Regions from separate parts of the Sus scrofa genome. Here region 1 is linked to region 2. Evidence: chromatin contacts called from public promoter capture Hi-C data. All regions are on one chromosome and are shown on one strand. Each heading gives the region's core, a stretch centred on a gene start, on an enhancer-like site or on the middle of the called end of the contact. The rest is flanking DNA. Distances are from core to core; before and after follow the strand shown.

Region 1 (4,812 bases), core at 1,314-3,813, 450 kb after region 2:
ATAGCCCTCTGCGGGGTCACATCATAAATAAGACGTCTGTACGCGCACGCGCGTCGGGCAGGCGGGCAGCGGAGGCCGGGACGTCGCAGTGCTTGTGCAGACGTGCCCGACCAACACCGACACACGCGGGTGGGGCGGGGGCACGAGGGGCCTGTGCCCGGTGAGATGAGGCCACGGGACGCGGGGGCGCTCCTGGTCCAGCACGGCAGACGCGGAGGCGCCGCCGGAGCAGCACGGGAGAGGGACGGTCTGGGGTCAAGGACCGGCCCTGGGCAGGCGGGACCTGGCTTGGACCCGAGTGTTATTGGACGCACAGAGCTTGAGAAAACCAAGTCCCGTGAGAGCAGCGTTCGAAAAGGCACTCAAAGCAAAGGAACCGGCCGGTGCCAAAGGCAAAGGTCACCAGGGGTCAGAGATCGCTGCTTTCGCAAGGAGCAGAGAGCTCAGGCAGAGGGACTCCACGGCAGGGCCCGCGAGGGCAGGGATCCCTCGGGCTCGCACGAGCCAGGTGCCGGCCCCCTCCTCACAAGCTCTCGCTGCTGGAGGTGGTGCTGGCGCCGTCGTCGGTGTCCAGGGCGCAGAGCCGCAGGTCACGGCTCTCTGGGGTGCCCTCCTCCTCTGCCCCCAGCATCCAGGGGTGGGCAGAGATCTGGTCCAGCGAGGGCCGCTCCGAGGGCCGCAGGGACAGACACCACTGAATGAGCTGCTGGCACTCTGCGGAGAAGGGGCGGGGAGACCATCAGGGCGAAGCTGGGGCCGAGCCTCCGGTGCCCCTGCGCCCCGCGGGCCCAGCCTCTCCACGCACCTGGGGAGACCCTCCTGCGGAAGAAGACGCGGCCCCGGAGAATCTCCTCGTCCTGCTCAAAGGGAATGTCCCCGCACACCATGTCATAGAGCAGCACGCCCAGCGACCACACGGTGGCCGAGCGCCCGTGGTAGCGGTGGTAGCGGATCCACTCGGGAGGGCTGTACACGCGGGTGCCTGAAGGACACGCAGGAGTCAGCACGGTGCCCCCCCCCTCCGGGACGGCGCCCCAGGAGGCTGGCGGGCCCCCGCGACACCCGGCCCCCGCGCCCGCTCTCCGCCCTGGAAAAACCCCGGCGGGCGTGGCCTCCCGGCGCCCCGCCCCCCAGCTGGCCCCGCGCGGGAGGCGGTCACATGGGCTCGGGCTCGGGTTTCACAACAAACAGATGTGAGCCGAGGAGACGCGGGGGGAGGGGCGGGGAGCCCCGGCGGACCCGGCTCCGCAATGCGGGGATTTCTGCGCGGCGGCGGCCCAGTGCTCCGCCCGCGCCCCCAACGGCCCCAGGCCCCACTCTGGCCCGCACGCGAGGGAGCCGGCGCGGCGCGGCACGCGCGCGCGGCCCCAACAGTCGCCAGCCGCTCGGCCCGCCACGCGGGGTGGGCGCTCACCGTCGAAGTCGGTGTAGACCGTGTCGCGGAGCAGCGCGCCCGAACCGAAGTCGATGAGCTTGAGCTCGCCCGAACGCAGGTCCACCAGCAGGTTCTCGTCCTTGATGTCGCGGTGCACGACCCCGCAGCTGTGGCAGTGGCGCACGGCGGCCAGCACCTGCGCGAAGAAGCGGCGCGCCAGGGCCTCGTCGAGCGCGCCGCGCTCCGTGATGAAGTCGAAAAGGTCCTGCGCCGGTTCAGGTCGCTCGAGTACCAGCAGGAAGCCGTCAGGCCGCTCGAACCAGTCCAGCAGGCGGATGACCCCGCGCGCGCCGCCGGCCGCGCCCACCTTGCGCAGCAACACCACCTCCAGGGGCACAGCCGCGCCGGCCTGAGGGAGACGGCGGTCAGCGGGTTCCGCCCGGCGCCCGCGTCCGGCGCCCCCGCTCCACCCGGCACCCCCGCCAGCACTTACGATGCTGCCCCACTCGGTCACCCGCTCCTTCACCACGTGCTTCACGGCCACCTGGGGGTAGGGAACCAGTTGGTCAGGCCGGGAGGACGCAACGAGACGCGCGGGCCGAGAATCCCGGGTGCCCGGAGGCCCGACTCACCGGGAGCCCGTCGGCGATGCGGCTGCCCGCGTAGACGGTGCCAAAGCCGCCGCTGCCCAGCACGGCGCCCACCTGGTACACTTTCTCGAAGCTTTCCTTATCCGCCTTGGCTGTGGAGAACGAGCGGGCGGCGTTGGTACGACCCAGGACCCGGGACCCTCGACCCCAGTGCGTCTCCAGACCCCCGGGCCCCGCCTACCTGGCTGCAGGATCTTCACGGGGAGATGGTCCACGCCGCCTGGTCCGCACAGGTGCGCCAGGGAGCCGAACTTGGAGAGCAGCATCGCGGGCGGCGGCGGGGCGCGGGCCCCCAGCCCCGGCCTCCGCGCCTCCTCTCGCTCGGCTCGGCTCGGCTCCCCGCGCCGCGGCGGACGTGGGAGGACGGCCTGCTCGGGCCGCGCTGTGCCCGGATCCGGACAGCGGATGGGTGCGCCGAAGCGCCGGCCTCGGAGCGCGGGCCCGCTCGGGCGAGGCCGTCCGCGCGGCTCAGTGCCCGACCGAGCCCCGTGGGGACCGCGACAACACGCAGCAGGCCGAGCCGTTCACACGCCCCAGCCGCCTCGCTCGGGGTTTTGGGCCGCAGCGGCGCGTATCCCTCCGCGGGAGGGCGGGGCGAGCGGGGACCCCGCCCCCTTCCGGCGGGGCCGCGCGGCAGGGGTTGCCCCTGGAACTCGCGATGCTGCCAAGGCGACGGCCAGACGCGGCCGGCGCGCTTTCCCGGGTGGGCGGGGGCTGGCAAGCAGGGGTCGCGGCGAGCTGCTGGGACTAGCTGGAGGGAGCGGAGCCGCGGAGGCGCACGGCGCGGCGTGGCGCGTCACTACTCCTCCGCGTTCTAACGCACGCACACACGCGCGCGCGCTCCCGTGCGGGCCGTGGCGCGGGCGCTCTCACACACGTGGCGCGCGCACGCGCGCACGCGCAGCTCCCGCGCGGGCCGCGGCTCTCGAGTGCGGGGCGGAGCCCCGGGAGCCAATAGGAGCCGGCGTTCGCAAAGGGCACGGGGCCCAGCCAATGGCGGCGCGGAGGCGGGACCGAACCTTGTCGGCTCCGCCCCAGACCGGACCGGGAAGGTCACCCGCTGCACCCACCTGGCGCTGGCTGCTCAGCTGCGAACTCGGCGGCGGGGACCAAAGGAACCGCTGGGTGCGGGAGGCTCTCCCCGCCGCCCAGGGATATGCCCGTGCCAGCCCGGCAATCCGCGCACCCGGCCATGCGGATGGGCCGGCGCGGCGGGCGCCGACCCCACCTGGGGAACCCTCTCCACCCTGTCGACCCCAGCCCACCATTCTTACCCGGGCTTGACCTCAGAGCCGCATCCCGAGGGCCTTCTCTGACCACTCCTCCCTCCCTAGAACCTTTGCCCCTGGTGTCCTCCTGGAGCGCCATCCCCTGCTCTCCACCCACTTGACTGCCGTCCAGGCCCAGGCGATGTCCGACTCTACCAGGGAGGCTACCTTGACAGCCACTGTCACGGCCCTGGCCAGTCGCAGGCCTTCATGGCCCTGGGCTGGACCTGAGCCTTTCCTCTGCCTTCTGTACTGTACAGATTCCTCCAGCCTCGCGGGTTGCCGACCTCAGCCCAAGGTCCGGGGCCTGAGCAGCCCAGGTGTGAACAGCTGTCTGCCAGCCCCAGTGGCTGAGGCCAGGAGGTCCACTGCCTCCCACAGCCATCCAGAAAGGGCTCGGGGTTGAGGGAGCCAAGAAGCAAAAGAACTGACTCTTCTGGCCTCGCAAGGGCTCAGGCCAGGCTGGGGTCTAACCATGGCAACCACATCAGTCCCATGTCCCTGAGCCCATCTGAGATTGCCTTCAGGTGTGACTCCCAAGCACGTGTGCTCACCTGCCTCAGGGGCCTCAGCCGGCCTGCAGGCTCCCTGAGCACACCCAGCTTTCCCCACCCCAGGTCACACCCCTTCACTGCCCCCATCCCTGTCCCAGAACCAAGAGCGGACCCTCCACCGGTACAGCTCCTAGGTTCCTATCTTACTGAGGCTCTGACACCACCCTCCCGCAACACGGACCCATGAAGGCAGGACCAGGGCTCCTCAGGGGTTCGGATCTGAGAGTGCGGCAGTGGGATGCAGGGATTGCTGTCTTCTTGTGGGTTGTTCCGGAGGCCCCGATGGTGGTCCTCAGCGCCTTCCTCCTGGGTCAAGTTGTTACAGGCTCCTGGACCTGCAGCCTGTCCTGGGGCTGGGAGGCTGGGAGAGCTAGAGGATTCTGGGTCTAGGTCTCAAGATGTGGTTCTCAGGGCAGTTGCAACTCAGGCGACAGGGACTAAAGTCCCCAGTGGCCTCCCTTGTGGGCCCCCAGGTCCCCTGTGTGAACCTCCAGGCCAGTTCTCAGGTGCCCTGCTCAGTGTGCCCAGCAGCTCCTTGGCCTTAGAAGGCCAGCATCCCCGGCAGGAGGGCCACCCCCTGCACATCTCCCAGCTCCGGAGCCTTGATCTGAAGACCCCGAGTCTCGCCAAACTCAGAACAACTTCTCATCCTTCAAAAAGGAGCCAGCCCCCCCCCCCCCCATTCTGGAGGTGGGCTAACTGACTGCGGAAGCCTTTGGAAGGCTCTGGGAGTGGGGAGGGGTTCCCTGACTGGTCTGGGGGTGGAAGGCAGAGCAGGAGGCAGGCACTTTCTGGAGCTGGAGTTTGACTCAGGCTTCATCTCCTTTTTTTTTTTTTTTTTTTTTGTTTTTTGGTGTGTGTGTTTTTAGGGCTGCCCCTGCGGCACATGGAGATTCCCAGGCTAGGGATTGAATCAGAGTTGTGGCCGCCAGCCTACACCACAGCCATAACACCAGGTCTGAGCC
Region 2 (4,999 bases), core at 1,572-4,071:
AAGAAAGGTCTCTGTGCCCTACTCCCTCTCTCTCTCTTTTTTTTTTTTCCCCCCCCCCCCCGGTCTCTTTAGGGCTGCACCTGCAGCATATGGAAGTTCCCAGCCTAGGGGTCAAATTGGAGCTGCAGCTGCCAGCCACAGCCACAGCCACAGCCACCTGGGATCCAGGCTGCATCTGCAATACACTGAAGCTTGGGGCAACACCAGATCCTTAACCCGCATCCTCTCGGACGTTATGTCAGGTTCCTAACCCACTGAGCCACAATGGGAACTCCTCCCCTACTTCCTGTAACCTCTGCAACCTAGTGCTTTGGAAGAGGGAGGCTCCTAGAGTGTATCACCCACAAGAGCCAGGGTGACATGCCAGCTCCTCCATGGAGGTACTCACACTGCAGCCATCCTAGCCGGGGCTGGTGCAGACAGACTACGGCAGGAAAACCCCCACACCAAGAGAAGGGGTAGGGAAGACAGTGAAAAACACTGGGGGGTCTCAATCCTTTGAGCAGAAAACTCAGCAAACACTCAAGTACGTCTTCCTCCTTCCTCTGCAACCCCCAACCCCCAGCCTCTCCCAAGCGCAGCTCCTGTCACCTCTTAAATCTGTGTCCACCAGCTATATGCCAACAGTCCTCAAACCCATCTAGGCCAGCTCTCTACTAAGCTGCAGAACTGTGTTGACAGCAGCCCACTAGCTATCTCCACCAAGACATCCAAACTCCCCCAAACTTTAACTCCATATTTAATTCAGGATCCTTCCTACAACCAGGCCTCTCCTGGCTCCTCTCGGGGAAACAGCACTTTGAAGCCCACACATGATTTACAAGCTCTCTGCCTTTGCTTTCATCTGCCGGGAATGCCCACCCTCAGCGTGCCCAGGATGAGTGCTTCCGCAGTCTCCCTGGGACGTGCCTTGGGCCCCGCCGCCCTGTTAGGGTAATCTTGTCACACTCAGTCCCTCCTCCAATGGACTGCGAGCAACATGAGGCTAATTCCATCCTTCAGCATGGTGTCTGACACTGGTGTTTAGTAAATGACGAACATGGTGGTATGTCAGAGCTAAGCCTGGAGACTGACGCTCCCCAGGTAGGTGACTGGAAGGGCATCCGTGAGCGGACACAGGATTCAGCGAGTTAGGAAAGCTAGTATTCTGCAACAGGGCCAGGGCACAGCATTGCTGGGGACTGAGGCAAGACATCAGGCGCTAGGACAGCACTAAGAAGGGGTCGCATCTCAGAGGAGCTACCAAGGCACCACTTCTGCTATTTCCTGAAGGACAGAGGGAGTCTGTGAGGTCAGTTGCGGAGGGAGAGTACACAGGAGCACAACAATCTGAGCAAGTGCCGCGCATCCTGGGCATATGTATGGAGGGAATATGAAGGAGAGGGTGGCTAGGTCACCCAGGCTGAGCCAGAGGTGGCCCTTCCCGAAAACTCTCCAAGTCTAGGCTGCCCCACCCACCCCAGCACCTCGCACTTCATTCACCTTCTAACGACTCCCAAATGCACACTCCAGGCCAGACCTCCCATCGAAGCCCAAACTCAAGTTACAACCTCCTTCTTCAACACCACGGGGATACCTTAGCCAGAATTCATATTGGACAGGTCCACAACGGACACTAGAGAGATCAAGAAGGCTGGAATTTGAGCAGAAAAATAAAGAGCTCCCCTTTAAATACATTAAATCTGAGAAGCCTGTGTGACATCTAACTGGAATGTCAAGCTGAGCAGCTGGATACATAAAACAGATTCGGATAAAAGATTGGGATGGAAATACAAATTGGGGCAGGAATAGGAGAATAAATACACCGAGGAGCTGTTCTCATACAAGTGATACTTAAAATCATGGAAATAAATGAGATGGTTTAGGAGAAACGTGTAAAAAGATGACTCAGGCCACCCCCTGAGGCATTCAACACTGAGACTGGATAAGAGAAAGAGTAGCAATGAAACCAGAAGAAAATCAGAACACCAAAACCTGCTTCTAAAAAAGAGGATATGGTCAACCCAACAAATGCTGCTGAGGTGAATAAGATGACACTTCTGGTGACCCTTGGATTTGGTAGGAGGGAGGTCTTTATTGATCAAGACAAAAGCTCCGTCCAAGTGGGCTGAGGAGTGAAAGTGAAGGGCAGAAATGGAGCGGACAGCTCCTTGATGAGATCTAGACACAGTGGTCAAGTATAGGGAAAAAAAATAAAATGCTGACAAGATGGAACACAGCAGCAGCTCGAAACTTGGTTTGAAAATCTAACATAAGAAATCCTTCTTACATCGCGGATCGCGATCTCTCACACACCCAAACGTGAACACAAATGCTATTCTACTCTATTAGAGAAAAATGCTGGTCAACACCCACTAAATCAATTTCAAGGCTCACTAATAGGTAGCGACCAATTATGACAGCTCCAGGCTAATCAAATAAAGGATAATTTGGAGGAGCAGAGATGGGGCTGGGAAAAAAGAAACGAGCTTGAGGGCAAGTGCAGTCAGAGTGCCGGATGGACACGCACCAGGAGGCGGCGGGGCAGCCCGGCAGCCCCAGCCCCGCTTCACTCCCCGGGGGCGCTCTCACCTCCTCCAGATATTCGCCCAGCTGGGCCGCCACGTCCACCTCCCAGTTCTTGGTGAGGTCGCGGATGGGCTGCAGGAGGTGGGCGAAGCGCGCCTCCACGTCCTCCATGTCTGGGAGGGGACGGGTCCGCCCCGGGACGGCAGGGCCGGCTTAAAAGTAGCCAGTATGCTCAGCCCGCCACTAGTTCTGGCGCCATTTTGCTGTTCCCGCCCAGGAAACTACGTAGGGGCGCGGCAACGTGCGCACATCTATGACGTAGCATGGCCGAAGAGCGCCGGAAGTGTCTGAAGGCGCGCCAGAAGTGGGGCCTGCGTGGGGGCGGGGCCTTGTCTGCGTGGGGCGGGAAGGGGCGGGGCTTGCAGCCGCCACTGGCGGGGCGGGGAGGACCCCTGGGCTCCAGTCCAGCCCGCCGCGTAGCGGACATGGCGGGCTCCCGGCTCCCTCGGCATCTCTTTCTCCAGGGCGTGGCTGCCATCTTCATGTTCGCCTTCGCTTCCCTCTACACGCAGATCCCGGGTGAGGGCACCGAGGGCGGGACCCCCCCTGGGCGGGACCCCCCCTGCGTCCTTTGACCTCTCATCTACCCACCAGACACTTGGTTATCTGGGGGCAGGAGTGAGGTCCAGGCCTTGCTACGTGGGGTGCTGCTGTTTGTGTCCTGCGGGCCGCGGGAGTGTGGGTGGTGGGAAGGCGTGCAGTGGTCCGTTTTCAGTAGGAGTCTGGGTTCTGACCTGGGACGCAGGGCGGAGGTCTGAGTCGGCGGGGCTGAGGGGGACATACAAGGCGGGCAGGTTAGGGAAAAGACACTGACCTGGAGGAGTGGGAAATAGGGTCTGCCACGTGGAAGGTCCTGACTTGGGTGTCGGGTAGGCCTTCTGGGGCCTGACCTGGGTGGGGGGTTCTGGAGCGTCTGCTGGCCTTGACCTGGGGAGGCAGATCTGCAGCCCTGGACTGGTGGGGAATCCAGCCTTGAAGGACAGAGTCCAGGGCCTGGCCCTGACGTGCCCTCCCACAGGCCTGTACGGCCCTGAGGGCATCCTACCTGCACGGAGAACGCTGCGGCCGCAGGGAAAGGGACGTTGGCAGCAGCTGTGGGAGACCCCAACGCTGCTGTGGGAGGCACCACGTCTTGGGCTGGACACGGCGCAGGGCCTAGAGCTGCTGAGTCTGCTAGGCACCCTGCTAGCCCTGGGAGCACTGCTGCTAAGCCAGCTGCGCCATCTCCTAACCTACCTGCTGCTCTGGGCCGCCTACCTGTCTGTCTGCCAGGTAAGTGGAGCTGCCTGCTGCCCCCTTGCACTCCTGGGAACCTTATCACCAAACTCACTTCAGGCCCTTTCACCCCCTACCCCGCCCCTGCCTGGCCTGCCTTGTAGACACACACCCCTGCTCCCTGACAGCCCTTCTCCTTGCAGGTGGGCCAGGTGTTTCTTTATTTCCAGTGGTGAGTGACTATGGGTGTGGGGCTGCAGCAGACTGGCTGCCTGGGATGGGATGGGGTGGGGTGGGGTGTGTTTGTCTCTCCTGGGGGCACCCCCTGAGGAGAGCAGCCCAAATGGGGAAAAGGCCCTTTGTGCTGCTTTCTCTCCCCATAGGGACTCCCTGCTCCTGGAGACTGGCTTCCTGGCAGTGCTGGTGGCACCTCTAAGGCAGCCCCCCCACCGCAAGCAGGCGCCCCAGAGCAAGCTGGCAGGGGCCTCACCCCACGAAGGCCTCTCCTTCTGGCTTGTGCGCTGGTTGCTGTTTCGCCTCATGTTTGCCTCGGGTGTGGTCAAGCTGACCAGCCGTTGCCCTGCGTGGTGGGGGCTCACGGGTGAGGACCCCTGCCAGGACCTGGTGGGGGGGGGTCCTCAGGGCTTCACCCAGTCCTGACCACCTGCCTGTCGCCTGCAGCCCTCACCTACCACTATGAGACACAGTGCCTGCCCACGCCTGCTGCCTGGTTTGCCCACCACCTGCCCGTCTGGCTGCACAAGCTCAGCGTGGTGGCCACTTTCCTCATTGAGATTGCAGTGCCTCCTCTGTTCTTCGCTCCCATCCGTCGTCTGCGCCTGGCTGCCTTCTACTCCCAGGTGGGTGGGGTCCATCAGGAAGACAGGTAGGACATCAGGCAGGACATGGCCTTCTTCTGCACTGCCCAGCAGGTCCCACGGGGGATGGGGTGTTTGCTGCCAGCAGCTGAAAGGCCCCATGGCAGGGGAAGGAGTTAGCCCGGGGTGTACAGGTGTGCCTGTGGGGCTGGAGGAGGTCCGCCTTGGGTCAGCAGGGGCCAGGGCGGGCACATGAGGTGCTGAGCTTGGGGTCTCTCCAGGTGGTGGTGGGGAGCCACAGAAGGCATGAGCAGGGGGAGAGGACAGGTGGAGTGGGGACAAGAGGCCAAGGGTGTGGGTGCCTGCAGGAGAGATGGAGGTGTGGGGTGCAGGGGGGC

The links. Promoter capture Hi-C pulls out the DNA fragments that hold promoters and counts their contacts.
Region 1: a promoter capture Hi-C map of fetal liver shows a contact between it and region 2, with 3 times the contacts expected there. The contact joins the promoter of PIM3 here to the promoter of NCAPH2 in region 2. A contact is called at or near these places in 1 of 5 promoter capture datasets (fetal liver) and 1 of 2 datasets of contacts at active chromatin or transcription factors (alveolar macrophages).

What each region holds. Positions count from the first base shown.
Region 1 is chr5:678,127-682,938 of Sscrofa11.1, forward strand. It overlaps PIM3 (serine/threonine-protein kinase pim-3), which reads right to left and starts at 2,564. Exons shown (of 6, transcript XM_021091349.1): 1 at 2,207-2,564; 2 at 2,008-2,117; 3 at 1,869-1,919; 4 at 1,415-1,784; 5 at 806-982; 6 at 1-714. The coding sequence starts at 2,291. The coding sequence ends at 524.
Region 2 is chr5:230,670-235,668 of Sscrofa11.1, forward strand. NCAPH2 (non-SMC condensin II complex subunit H2) reads right to left here and starts at 2,822. Exons shown (of 20, transcript NM_001206363.1): 1 at 2,572-2,822. The coding sequence starts at 2,679. LMF2 (lipase maturation factor 2) reads left to right here and starts at 2,994. Exons shown (of 14, transcript NM_001206379.1): 1 at 2,994-3,087; 2 at 3,587-3,840; 3 at 3,987-4,015; 4 at 4,167-4,384; 5 at 4,465-4,643. The coding sequence starts at 2,994.